2 separate regions of the Cricetulus griseus genome follow, and region 1 is linked to region 2. Evidence: chromatin contacts called from public Hi-C data. All regions are on one chromosome and are shown on one strand. Each heading gives the region's core, a stretch centred on a gene start, on an enhancer-like site or on the middle of the called end of the contact. The rest is flanking DNA. Distances are from core to core; before and after follow the strand shown. Region 1 overlaps Utrn (utrophin). Region 2 holds the start of Utrn (utrophin).

Region 1 (6,783 bases), core at 2,033-4,532, 71 kb before region 2:
ACAAATTACATCCCCTTTTCTTTTTAAAGATAGGGTCTCATGCAGCACACAGGGTAGCCTCCAATTCAAACTCTTTGTGTAGCCAAGGATAACAATGGGTTCCTAATCCTTCATTACAGAAGTGAGCTAACACACCTGACTTGTGTGGTGCTGGGGACTGAAGTCAGGTCTCATCTCATACATACTAGACAAGCCCTCTGACAACTCAGCTATATCCCCAACCCAAAAATGTACTCTAATCATAAAAAATGGAAACATGTGTTTATCTTTTTAAACAAGTTCTCAGGTTTCTTTTAAGTAAAAAACTAGAGAGAGAGAGAGAGAGAGAGAGAGAGAGAGAGAGAGAGAGAGAGCGCATGTGTTGTGTACATCAATGCACAAATCAGAGCACACAAGTGGAGGTCAGAGGACAACTTGGAGGAGTCAATTCTCTCCTCCCACCATCAATTCCAGGTACAAAACTCAGGTCATCAGGCTCACATAGCAAATACCTCTACCTCCTGAGTCATCTTGCTGACCTGGAACCTCATTTTTAACACATAGTGACTTAACTACTCATGTCCCACTAAGCTATATGTTTTAAATTGATCATATATGAGATAAATGAGATGAATGAGAAATGAAAGAAGACATCAACAATGACAAATATTTATATAGTACTCACTGTCAGCAAGCCTGGCTGCTATACCTTACATTAGGGCTCCCAGCTGAGACATATGACAATGTCTAGAGATTATTTATAGGGCACTCAAAAGTTAGCAGGGCATTTATTCATTTATGAGCTGGCATCCTTTCTGATCATCTGGCCTTCAATCTGATTGCGCAAGGGTTGTGCCATAACTGTTAAATATTTTGAATGATAACTTCTACCTGAGAGGGCTACAAGTAACTAAAACAAATATACAAATATATGTCTTATGAGACCTAAGGTGTTGATAAGTCATTACTACAGAGTAACTCAAAGAGATTAGACCCATGTTTGACTTCAAAATAGCCTTCTCCTCACCAGGTTCAGAAGGGGATTGAAGGGGGAATGTCCTTCTGTATATATGTTTCTCTTTTTGGCTGATGAATAAAACACTAATTGGCCAGTAGCCAGGCTGGCCAATAGCCTGGCAGGAAGGATAGGCAGGAACCAGATGAGGAGAAGCTGGGGAGAGGAGGCAGAGAGAAGCTGCCAGGGAGACCCCATGCTGCCGAAGGAGTAATATGCCAGATTACAGCTAAGCCACAACCCTATGACAATACACAGTTTAATAGAAATGAGTTATGAATTAAGAGAAAGCTAGCCAGTAAGAAGCCTGAGCCATCAGTCAACAGATTCTAATTAATATAGCCTCAGTGTGTTTATTTGGGGCTAAAGAGTGGCGGGACTAGGCTGGAATGAAACTCCAACTACAGGTGATGATATTAGATACAGACACCCATGTCATAAGTATTCACATATGTTTGGTGAATGTGTTGCAACTATGACATAGAAGGAACCAAAAGTTCTGTGTCTGAGCACACTCAAAAAGAATTCAAATCAAAATGGGCACATTATAAATAATATCTCTGGTATAAATTTTTAAAAACTTAACACTAACTCTTGAGGAGTTTTTTGGATTTGTGTTAATAACTTCATGAAGAATATATCAATAGCAGTTCATTTGTTTAACAAATACAGCAATAATATTAAGGTCTTAAACTAAGGCAGAGGGGAGTGGAATCTCAGAACCATCTTCACAATTTTTCTATAAATCTAAAATCATCCTAAATGGAAGGTAAAAAAGCAGACTGGCAATATGTTTAGCGGGTAAAGTTGTTTGCCACCAACCCTGACAAGCTGCATGCAATGTTCAGAGTCCATATGGTAGAAAACGAGAACTCATCCCCACGAATTGCCCTCTGGCCTCCATATTCATGTCTGGCCATATTCATGCACATGCATACACATCTGCACCACGCCAAAAAGGAAGAAAGAAAGAAAGAAAGAAAGAAAGAAAGGAAGGAAGGAAGGAAGGAAGGAAGGAAGGAAGGAAGGAAGGAAGGAAGGAAGGAGGAAAAAAGCACAAAGAATAAAAGAGCTGGGGAATGAAGAAGAAATATACTTTAAGGATTAAAATGCAAATAATAAATTACAGTGAGTTTTCTCAAACATAAAAGAAAGCAAGAACTGGTGACCTACACCTGGAATCCCAGCATTAGGATCAGAAGTTCAAGGTCAGTCTGGCAAGCTTGGCAATGTTTCTCAGTCACCAAAAACTGACTCTATCGTGCCAGTCAAGCAGCTGGAAGCCAGAAGCAAGGCAGATGTGCTCGCTTTCACTCTATTTTGGTGGAACAAAATGAGAGAACAGGATTTTTCAGGCTGAATGGGTGTTCCAACTCCAACCTGCTCCCTTTAACCTACAGTCATTTCCGCAGAAGAGCCTTTTCGAATGTTAATTAGTTTTCCAATTTTAACCCACTTGAACAGCAAAACAGTGCCCTCTTGACCAGGTTGCTTAGAGCTGCAACTCTTTTTTCCCCATCACCCCTGCAATCTGCCTGTTGGCTGGCACTTCTCACTAAGTGCCAGGATGTTGATATTAGTAGCACTCACACCCACCACCTTTCTACAGGACTGGTCTAGATCTCAAAACCATCACTCAAGTGTGAAATGAGGTCCAAGGCACCTCAGTGATGCTCCTGCACTGCTAACTCAGGACAAATGCCTATCACCTACTCTGTGCACTGTCTGCAAAGTGTGCTGTGACCCTGGGCTACCAGTGAGTAGAATCAATACATTTAAACCAGATTTAGGGCCAGAGATTCGGCTCAATTGGAAGACTCCTTGCCTGGCCGGCACAAAGCCCTGTTTTTGATCCCCAGCACCACATAAATCAGACACTGTGTCATGTACCTACCTGTAACCCAGCATTCTAAATACATGAGACTCTGCCTCAAAAATGCAAAAAGAATAACAACAACAGCAAAAAAAAAAAAAGCCACACACACACATACAAAACTATTTAAACCACTGCAATGCTTCCACTAACAGTCTTAAGACCAAGGAAACAGCAGGCAGGCACTCTATGCATGTTCACCAGATCATTTTTCCCCCCAATTCTTGACCAGGTGTAACACAACTCAAGAAAGATAAGCAGATGAAAAAATAAAATAGAAACTTAGAAACTAATGCTTGCAATCCTTTCCAACGCATACCCAACAAGCTAGGAATTAGTCATCCTAAGACACCAAGCCAGCACTACTTCCTGGCACAACATACAGACACACCCTGACTGTGCTTTCCTTTTTTCACACTAGTGACTCAGAGTTAGAGTCTTCTCTTTTCTTCTTCTCACTTACATGCTTTCAACAGGATCTCACTATGTAACCCTGGTTTGCCTAGACCTTACTACCTAGACCAGTCTGGGTTGCAGCGATACCCCTGCCTCTCCCCACCAAGGGCTGGCATTAAAAGTATACAGGATCATGCAACGCTCTACATATTTACAACCATCTTCACTAATTCAAATGCCTCTCAGAGGACTGGCAGCTGCTATGCTGAAAGGGTGAGTTATAACAAAGGAAAGGGGATCTGCTTGAACTGTAAGCTTCCTTGGCAAAAGAATCCAGAGCTACAAATACCAGGAAAGGGGTTAGTGCCTTGGACCAAGCAGAAGCTGAAGGCATACAGTCCTGAAGTCAACAAGAAAATAGGCCAGCCAGGTCAGAAGCCAGAAGTCCAACCTTGGCTTTAAGTTCTCAACAAGGAGCTGGTTGTACCAAGAGAAAAGGGTCAGTTCTGGTGCGATAAGAGCGCCTTGCTTCTTGAAGGGCCAGGCAGATGGCTATCTGGCAGTACGTTCCCTGATGATGTGCAAGTGAACTGCAAGAATCTGTGCTTGGTGTTTTTCTTCCAAGTACCTTGGAGCCAGCCTCCTACAGTATCTGGAGCAGCAACATTCAACAGCATCCATCAGGTTTCTAGACTACGGTGACAGGTCTCCTCCAGTTGGAGAAATAACCCTACTTGCAGACTAAATAAAGCTATTTATACAAGGCTCCAGAAAGCAAATAGGTCACATTGCAGTGAAAGGCATGGGTGATTCTAAGTGCCCAGTTTCTCTGCCTGCCTGCAAACCTGCAATCAGAAGAGGAGGGGAGGGGGATCCTTACTGAACAAATGAAAGTGAGCTTTGCAACCAGCAAAAACACTTTGGGCATCATGCCACCATCATATCCTCCAAACAACTGCAGTCCACTTGTCCTATACTGGTTTGTGTTTCCTGCCATGCAAGTATCTGCAGATAAATGAGCCTAGCATTGAAGGCCCAATGCCTTGACATGAAAAATTCCTCAGGGATCTGGATTGCAGAACAGGAACAGATCAATACACAGTGAATGTTGACAAACAAGGAGTCTGATTTAAACAAAAGTCTCATCTTCCTTAAATACCTAGACATATCTTTTTCTAGATTAGCTTCAAAGACTCCATTATCATAAATGGTCACCATTTATTATAATACTTCCCTCAATCAGGCTAAGACAAGCAATGTGTATAGTATATATGCACATTCCTTTACAGGACAGGGTGAGTCTTCAAAGCTTACCTTGAAGATTTTATTAATTTATTGTATAGTAAGTGTACGTATGTGTGTGTGCCTGAATGAATGTGTGTATGTCTGTGTGTGTGTGTGTGTGAGAGAGAGAGAGAGAGACAGAGAGAGAGAGAGAGAGAGAGACAGAGACAGAGAGAGAGAGAGAGAGAGAGAGAGAGAGAGAGAGAGAGAGAGAGAGAGAGAGACGGCACTTTTATAGTTCAGAAAAGACCATTAGGTCTCTGGGATCAAGACTTATGGATGGTTACGAGCCACCCCATATGGGTGCAGAGAGCTGAACCTGGGTCCTCTTCAAGAGCATCAAGTGATCTTAGCCACTGAGTCCTCCCTCCAGCCACTGGCATCACTGAGTTCAGTATCAACAGAACTGGTATTTAATTTCAAGTCCCACTCCACAGCCTCCTTCTCCTAACCCTAACAGGCTCCATAGTATATGGAAAGTAGGCCTTAAATAATTCTGGGTTTACCATCCATATGAAATTAATTATCAGTATATGAAAATGTAATAAAATATTGAGGGTACCTAAATAATGACTAGTCTCAGCATGGTTTAGGATGACAGCTGTCTCCACAGCAGCCAAACAGAAAGGAAAAAATACGGGGTCTATGTCCAAATCTCAAACCTCCATCTCAGAGATCAGCAAAATAATGCCTATCTTTTAAGTTAGAGGTTAACCATCTTAAAACCCAAACAAAATTAAAGCAAGTTATTCAAAAATCTACCATTTTCTGTAGAAAATTCTTTTGGAATCAGTAAGAGTTTCGAAACCAGAGACGCAAGCCAGCAGAAAAAAACGGGCCCCAAGGTAGGAAAAGACGATTTGTCCTGAGAACCAATAAATATGCACAGAAATTCTACCTCACAATAAAACAAATTCAACACTGGCTCACCTACCCTCTGTGGGTGGCAGTTTAGTAATAAAATCACAATAGTCTTCACAACAGCCCAGTGAGCTAATGTGGAAATATTCGCAATCGCAACTGTCAGTTATTTGTTTGTAGTTTAGTTTCACTTAGCTTTGTTTATTTTGTTTATTGTTTGTTTTTGTTTTTTCAAGACAGGGCCTTTAAACCCAACACTGAGGAAGCAGAGGCAGGCAGATCTCTGAGTTCAAGGCCAGCCTGGTCTACAGAGTGAGTTCCAGGACAGCCAGGGCTACACCGTATCTCCCCCCCCCAAAAAAAAAAAAAAAACACCATTAGATTTGAATCAAAAAGTTTGTTAAAATGAAATGTTCCTCCAACTCAAGAGCAATTCCACCAGCATGGCCACTCTCATTCCCTGCTGGGCTCACAGTCCACATTTCAATTACTCTGGCTTACACAGAAAGCCTGACCTGTGTTCCTCGGCACTAGACTAGGATTTCACCTCACACAATGGTGGAACTAGGCTATGACTCACCTTCCTCCTCCAAACAATGCCAGTCCTAGCACAGTGGGAAAAAACTACTTAGAGTTGCCAGTTCACTGAACTGTTGAAATTAAGGTCAAAGTGTTGAGACAGGAATGAGGGGGCCACAGGGCCCAGATCCTATCAGATTCCCACACACTCCCTAACATGGCTTTCCAACAAGTTCTGAATTTGCTAATGATTGAAACAGGAAGCACCTGGTACCTTCCAGGCATAGGTCAGAGAAGTAAAACCATAAAACAGACCCAGGACCAGTTGCACGGTGTCAAGGGGGGGGGGTTGGGAACCACAAAATGATGGGGTGCAAAACTTCAGTTTGAACATTTTTTTAAGTACCATACTAACATGTTTTTTTTCTTATTCCTAGACATTAAACAGAAAAGAAAGTCCAAATCCATTATCAACGGATTCATGTGTTAATCAATTACACAACTTATTCCTTTTATTTACCTGGAGCTATTATAAAACATGCAAATCCTAAAATCTATCCCCTGGGGAATTCTGGCAGGTAGTCCTAGTCACCAAGATTCAGTGATCCACATAGTTTGTGGCAGGGGTATGTGGGATCCAGGATTCCCAACAGTTCAGGACACACACACACACACACACACACACACACACACACACACACACACACACACACCCCGTTTTATTTGACACAGGATCTTACTATGTAAGGAATCGTAATGTAAATATCTGATATGCAGGATATCTGATATGTGACCTCTGTGAAAAGGTTGTTCAACTTCCCCCCAAGGAGGTCACAAGCCACATGTTGACAACCAC
Region 2 (6,608 bases), core at 3,694-6,193:
TTCTTCTGAGACATATGATGAAAAAGGACAAAAAGCATTTGGAAATATGGAACAAGTTTCAGGGGTGGTATGTACTGTAGATATGTAGATAGCTGTGTTGACCAATGATACAGACTTGATTCTAGAAGGTTTATCACCCTGACTCTGCTGCACATAGGTAACACTCAGATAAAACAACCTAGTCTTCAGTAACTGTGAGAAACATCTTTCGGATCTAAAGAACTGAAGATCTGCCCTGCAGTAACACCCATTCATCAAGAACGCCAGCAAGTACTGTTCCATGATGCTCCTGAGCTTCCTGGATTACACTGCCCAGAAAGGAGCCAAGCTCAGTTTTAAGTTCAGCATCCATCTCTTTCCTGGACCCTTTACGAGTGCCCCAATACCAATTACATTAGTCATTAGCTAGGAATATGACACTCAAGACATCCACACAGTAATTTGCAGAAAAAGAATACAAATTCACACATTGAAATGAGTATCAGAGACAGGCAAGGAGGTTCATGTCTCCAATCCCCAAGGTAAGAGGATCAGTGTGAGTTCTAGGTCTGCCTGAGCTGCCAAGTAGGACCTAAACACGAACAGATGAAAACCAAATGTCAGAACTAGGGTTTATTTCTACATAGAAATGGACAACTCAATTCATTAGTGGTTTTTCACTTTGTGTACGTGTGAGTGCCTACATGTATGTCTGTGCATGTGGATGTGCCAGATGCCCAAGGAAGACAGAGTGTTCCATTCCCTAGAAATGGAGTTACAGGTGATTGTGAGCCACCCAATGTGGGTGCTAGGAACAAGTGCTCTGAACCAATGAGCCGCTTCAATTGTTTCATCTAAGAAGGAGTTGTACAATACTGTTATTTTAAATTTCATATTTCTATAATAGTATATTGTGTTCTATTATTTAACAAGCAAGCACTATAGCCTTCAGTACTACTTTATTATATAAATATAAACATTATGTAGCATAATAACTTCTCTTTCTACAAGTCAGGAAGCGACTAGAGTCCATTAACGATAGCAAAATGAGAGTTAAAGCAAAGGAACATTGGCAAGTTGTTGAAGCTTTACGAACCACTTCCGCTCAATGTATACATTGATTCATCAGTCTCCCAGACTTTATGGGACAATAAAAAAACTTTTTAAATGTTTATATGATTGTACAATTATTAAGAATTTACAGAGCCCGGGTGTAGTGGCACATGCCTTTAATCTCAGCACTGGGGAGGCAAAGGCAAGTGGATACCTGAGTTAGAAGCCAGTCTGGTCTACAAAGCGAGTTCCAAGACATACAGGGCTACACAGAGAAACCCTGTTTCAAAATATCAAACCAAAAAAAAAAAAAAAGAGTTTATAGATCTGGGTATGGTGACTCACAGCTACCTGTCCAAAAATTTAAAAGAAACTAAAAGGGCTGAGGACGTGATTCAGTGATATAGGACTTACCTATTATGCACACGGCTCTGGGTTTGATCCCCAGAACTACAAAAACAAACAACAACATTGACCTCAAAAGAGACCAGGGAAAAAGGATGGCAGCCTGGCCATTTGCCAAACAGTTTTTTACCTGGAGTGGACCAGTAACCCCAGCAGGAGAATCAGGAATTCATATACACTCCCTGCTATACAGAGAGTTTGAGGCAAGCCTGGGATACATGAGATGGAAAAACAAACAAACAAAAACAAACTTCACCCAAAGAATATCATCATAAAATTTTATATTCCTATCTACAACTACAAAACTGTGAAAGAGTTGCTAAACTTTTATGTGTATCTTAATATTTTTAGAGACCCAGAATCTTGTTCAGAGAATATATAAACATGTTATTATGGAAAATCCCAGTTGTCTAAGGAAAATTCTCTTTCCTGGAATGAAGTTCCTTCAAGAGACAAGTCCAGTGCTCTCCTTTAGAACTAGTTTTATCCAGGGACCTCCACATTAAGGCTTCTCAAAAAGTTTTCCACTCTACTAAAAAGGCACCTGCCACTAAGCCTGATCACCTCTGCATGTGTGCAATGGGACTTGCTCCCTCTTCACACATACAATCAATAAATATTTTAAATGCATTTTTAAAAATGTATGTGTAAATGCTTGCCTTATGAGTGTATGTAGTGTCCAAGGAGGCCAGAAAAGGGCATAAGAAAGTGAACCTGGACTGTCTCTTAACCACTGAGCCATCTTTAAATTTCTTTTAAAGAAAAAAGGTAACCTACACAGAGCTTCCTTTCATTTCCATATGACTAATAACACTTTTTCGTTATAATGTTTCATTCTGCCATTCTCCTTGGGATAAATTTTCCTAAGTCCTCTTCTTGATAATGCAAATGCCTACTACACTTCAAAATCATAGCAGAAAAAGTGATCAAGGAACTAGAAAAGAATGAAGACAGCTGGGCGGTGGTAGCCCACGCCTTTAATCCCAGCACTCGGGAGGCAGAGGCAGGGGATATCCGAGAGTTCGAGGCCAGTCTGGTCTTCAAAGAGAGTTCCAGGACAGTCTCCAAAACCTACAGCGAAACCCTGTCTCAGAAAAACAAACAAACAAAAAAAACAAAAACAACAAAAAGAATGACGAGGAAAGACACTAACAGAAGATCATTTAAACATTTAACAGCCACTAACTCTTGTTGCCATTAATGTCCCAGGAGTTCCAATTTCAGTAAGAAAGTTTAAGAATACTTCCTTCCAAACTACCAAGTGCAAGCCAGCCGTGGTGATACAACACCCATGGCTCAAGCTACTTTGGAGGCTGAAGCAAGCTCAAGGCCAGTCTGGGCCACATAATGAGAGCTGTCTCAAAATACATAAATAAAATGCTACGATAATTAGCTGTGGGAACAGAAACGAAGCTTCCTTAACAGCAATGGGCCCCAAAGAGGCTCGGCTTGCACACCTATGGAATGGAAGGAGCCACACTCCACACATATAAGGGAGAAACTAGAGGTGAATGACCTCGAGGTTGTGCAAGGAACCCTACACAATTGCTGCCAGGTCTCCTCCCTCTAAATGACAGTGGTGAAGTTTAGAGAAAGGTTCTCGCACTGAAACCCACCCACCCACCTACATGCACCAGTTTCTCCTTCAGGGTTGATGCTTCTCTGTTTGTTACACAGACCAGAACGCCAGAAATGGCGGCTTTAGAGGCAAAAGTTCAAGAACATACAACATTCAAAAAGTGTCATTATAAAAGAATATTCAACCATGTGCAGCTGTGACGGAAAGCTGTTAAATCTTGCAAAAACTATTCACTCACTAGTAACGAAAAGCTAGGAATGCTGGAGAGAGTGGTGAGGGAAGCGGAGGAACAAGTTTGCCATTCCACTTGTAAAGGAAACCGCTGAGTGCCAAGAACTGCCATTCACACTAGGAAGCGCTCCAGGGAAGGTTAATACCACTGTGATTAATGCTGTTTACAGGCGCAATAAATTTTGGATAAACACCCAAAGGAGAGTTAAAGCGCTATCTCGAAGGTCTCATAAATGCTGGTGAAAGGGACGGGGGGGGGGGGTGGCTTCAGCGCGAATGGCCCTCGCCCTCACCGCCTGATATCCTCAGGCTGAACGACCCACGAGCTTCGAATTCCTCCAGCTCACGAAGGCCCCAATGCTACCCGTAGGCTGCGTCCCCGGCGCCCACCAGCAGCCAGCCACCGAGAGTCCAGCCTGACTTCAGAGGCCCAGGACAAGTTCAAACCGAATGGATGCTGCTGCTGCCTCGCCATCCAGGAGATGCCTTCTCGTCTGGAATTCGTGCACTCTGGCCAAGGCGCACCCTCCCAAGCAACTCTTGGAGAGCCCACCTCTCTAGATAGTGGTGACCCAGGTGATCTGGAGGCTAGGAGGATAAAGGATGCTCCCTCGGGGACACTCCAGAAAGTGCAGCCCGGAATTACACCCAGGAGCTCTAATTTGAGGGTTCAAAAAGGCCAGGTCCCTGGCTCTCAGGGGTCACACACGTTTTCTCCTCCCCTTGAAAATAACCCTGGAACGCCACACGGTCGGAATCTAGGGACTTGAAAAGTCTCTGAACAATGTGCCTTCTAAAAGTTGCACAGCTCACAATTAGTTCTTTGTTGGTTTTGTAAGTGGCCTTGGGCAAGCAGAGAGCCTCAGACCCAGGCCAAAAGGGGGCATGAATTACCTTGTCAGTTGCAGTTAAGGGATGCCAAGAGTCCGGAAAAGCAGGCGACCGGGACTGTGCACCAATGAGGTATCCCCCTATCCCCGTCAGCCTCTCCAGAGCTGCTTGCAGGGAGCTGGCGATCTCGCCACACTGGGGCCCCACCCTCGGGAATAGCAACCACACAGAGGTCGAGCACGCCCCCAGCCTGGAGGCCGGCAGGGAAGCGCTCCCCAAGCCACTGACCGCACAACCGCCCTCCCCACCCTCTCCTCCGAGACACCGCCCGGGCCCCGCCTTCCCGGAATCTGAGGTGTGTGACAGGCTCTCTTGAAGAGGCCACGTACCCTCTTGTAGACTACTAGCCCTGCTCGCCCGCTCAGGACGATGAACGAACTGAAGACACCCTCTCTCCTCAGGAAGGGACAAGACGGACAGCACTGAACCAGCCCGAGAAATTTGAGACCTTGGCGACAAGTAGATTCCCACCTTCTCATCCCAGCTCCCTCCCGCCCAGGATGGGGGCGCTGAGCTCCCAGGGAAAGTGCAGAAGTTGGCCAGCCTGCTATTTCTGGACCGGGTGGAGGAACCGCAGAAAGGTCCCACCTCCTCTCAGCCCCCGCCCGGTTCCCTCGGGGACTGCGGTCACATTACACAGCCCGGAGCTTCAATAATGCATGGGCTTACCTGCTCGCCAAGTCCCTGAGGCCCAAGGGCTTCTCTGGGCGTGTTCGGGTCTCAGGAAGCCTGGTGTGCGGGAGCCTACGTTGGGCGATGCGAGGATTTTGGTTTTGCTTTTTCTTTTCTTTTTTTTTTTTTTAATGAAACGTGGAAAGTCAGACAAGATCCGAAAAAGGGGGAGGGGGGGAAGAAGAAGAAGAAAAAAAAAGAAAGAAAAGAGCTTGACACCCGATTGGAAACGCCCCCTGACTTGTGCAATCTTCCTGCCCTGTAGTTCCGCCAAAAACAAAACAGTCCAAACGCTAGCCAGGGGCAGGCGCGCGCTGGAGTTTTCCGTTTGCAGGAATGACTCGAAAGAAAAGGGGCACCACTCGCCGAGGTCGCCTGATCGGCTGAGGGAACCCGCGGCTCCTCCTTGGCCCTGGGCGGGAGAAATCCCGCGCCCGGCGCTGCCGGCTCCCCTCCTCCGGGGAAGGGCGACTCCACAACTTTGTGCGCGAGAGCAGCTCGCGGATCCGACTCCTCCTCCCGGTCCTCCCCCGCCGCCGCCGGCCCCTTTGTTGGAGAGCGAGGGTGGGGCGCTGCTTGGTCAGCCCGCCACCCCGGGAAGGGGGCTCGCGTCTCCGGCAGGGTTAGCCCAGCCCAGGAGCCGTGAATCCCGCAGGTCGGAGCCGCCTCCCGCTCCCGCCGCCTTGGCGCTCGTGCGCCCTCGGCACCCCGGCCCTAGCAACTTTGTTCCGGGAGAGATCAGTCCCTCTCGGCTCCCGGATCGGCCCTGCCCCTGCCTAGGAAGCCACCGCCGGCCGGGCTCTCAGAACGTGGCGCCTCGGGTCACCTGACCGCGCGCCCGGTCAATCAGCGTTAGCCCTAAGCGCCCTCCCAGCCCGCAGTAGCTGGCCCGGTGAGGTGCGCGGTGCGGGAATCCGGAACCAGTCGTGCGTGCTAAGAGCCAGAAGCTGGAATAGGCATTTGGGCGCACGCACCGTGCCCCTTATTCAAATTGTGCAAAAATGTGTGTCACGCCCCCCTAGGCACACTCTGTTAAGGTGTCTTTTCTTTCTTTCTTCTTTTCTTTCTTTTTAGGTAAATCTGGACCTGCTTGCCAATTCATCCCATCTCAGTTTACTGACGTTGTTGAGCCTGGGGTTCTAAATTCAAGGATATATTTATTTTATGCAATTGTCTTAGCCTTGTTTAAATGCTGTGAAAATAACTCCAGGTGCACTTATATTTTCATTAATATACACAAATAGTGCTGGTTCTGACATTTACATTTTTTTACTGTGTGTGTTTGTGTGTGTGTGTGTGTGTGTGTGTGTGTGTGTGTGTGTGTGTGTGTTCATGCACTTGGTGCATGGATTGGGGACACGGCACTACAGAAGTCAGAGAACAACTTTGTACAGTTACCTCCTTACACCTTTATGTGGGATACAGGGATCCAACTCATGTCTTCAGGCTTCAGTACTAGACAGGGGCTTTACCAACAGCACCATCTGTCAAACCTTTTTTGTTTTTCTTTCTATTTTTCCAAGCAACCATACATTGTTTACAGAACTTGTTGCAATCTTACCGGGTTAGCCAAAACATATCTAGGAATACATAACTTTGTATTATGTGTGCATTGTTTCTTACTACACATTTCATTCTGATGAGTTCCTGTGACTGTTTTCATGATCACGCTTGGAGGGGAAGGAACAAAAATAGCAGCCAAAGTCCTCGGCTAGTATAAACAAAGAGGAAAGCATGGCTGATGACTGAGTGCTGGCTTATTGCTTCCTTAATACTTAAGGGTTAATTTATGAGCCAG

Evidence for each region. A called contact is a pair of places that touch in the nucleus more often than the background predicts.
Region 1: a Hi-C map of fibroblasts shows a contact between it and region 2, with 1.9 times the contacts expected there. The contact joins the enhancer-like site here to the promoter of Utrn in region 2. A contact is called at or near these places in 2 of 8 Hi-C or Micro-C datasets (the CHL-YN cell line and fibroblasts).

Annotation. Positions count from the first base shown.
Region 1 is chr2:276,072,425-276,079,207 of CriGri-PICRH-1.0, reverse strand. All of the region lies in intron 2 of Utrn (utrophin), which reads right to left. Among named protein-coding and RNA genes, the nearest start is that of Utrn, 71 kb to the right of the region's middle. Within about 2 kb of position 3,282, at least 3 of the 6 cell types and tissues checked have open chromatin away from gene starts, as enhancers often do. A contact at or near this core is called in fibroblasts, where this site is marked.
Region 2 is chr2:276,003,137-276,009,744 of CriGri-PICRH-1.0, reverse strand. Utrn (utrophin) reads right to left here and starts at 4,943. Exons shown (of 74, transcript XM_027402014.2): 1 at 4,808-4,943. LOC118238364 (vegetative cell wall protein gp1-like) reads left to right here and starts at 4,331. Exons shown (of 4, transcript XM_035440387.1): 1 at 4,331-6,020. The coding sequence starts at 4,798. The coding sequence ends at 5,640.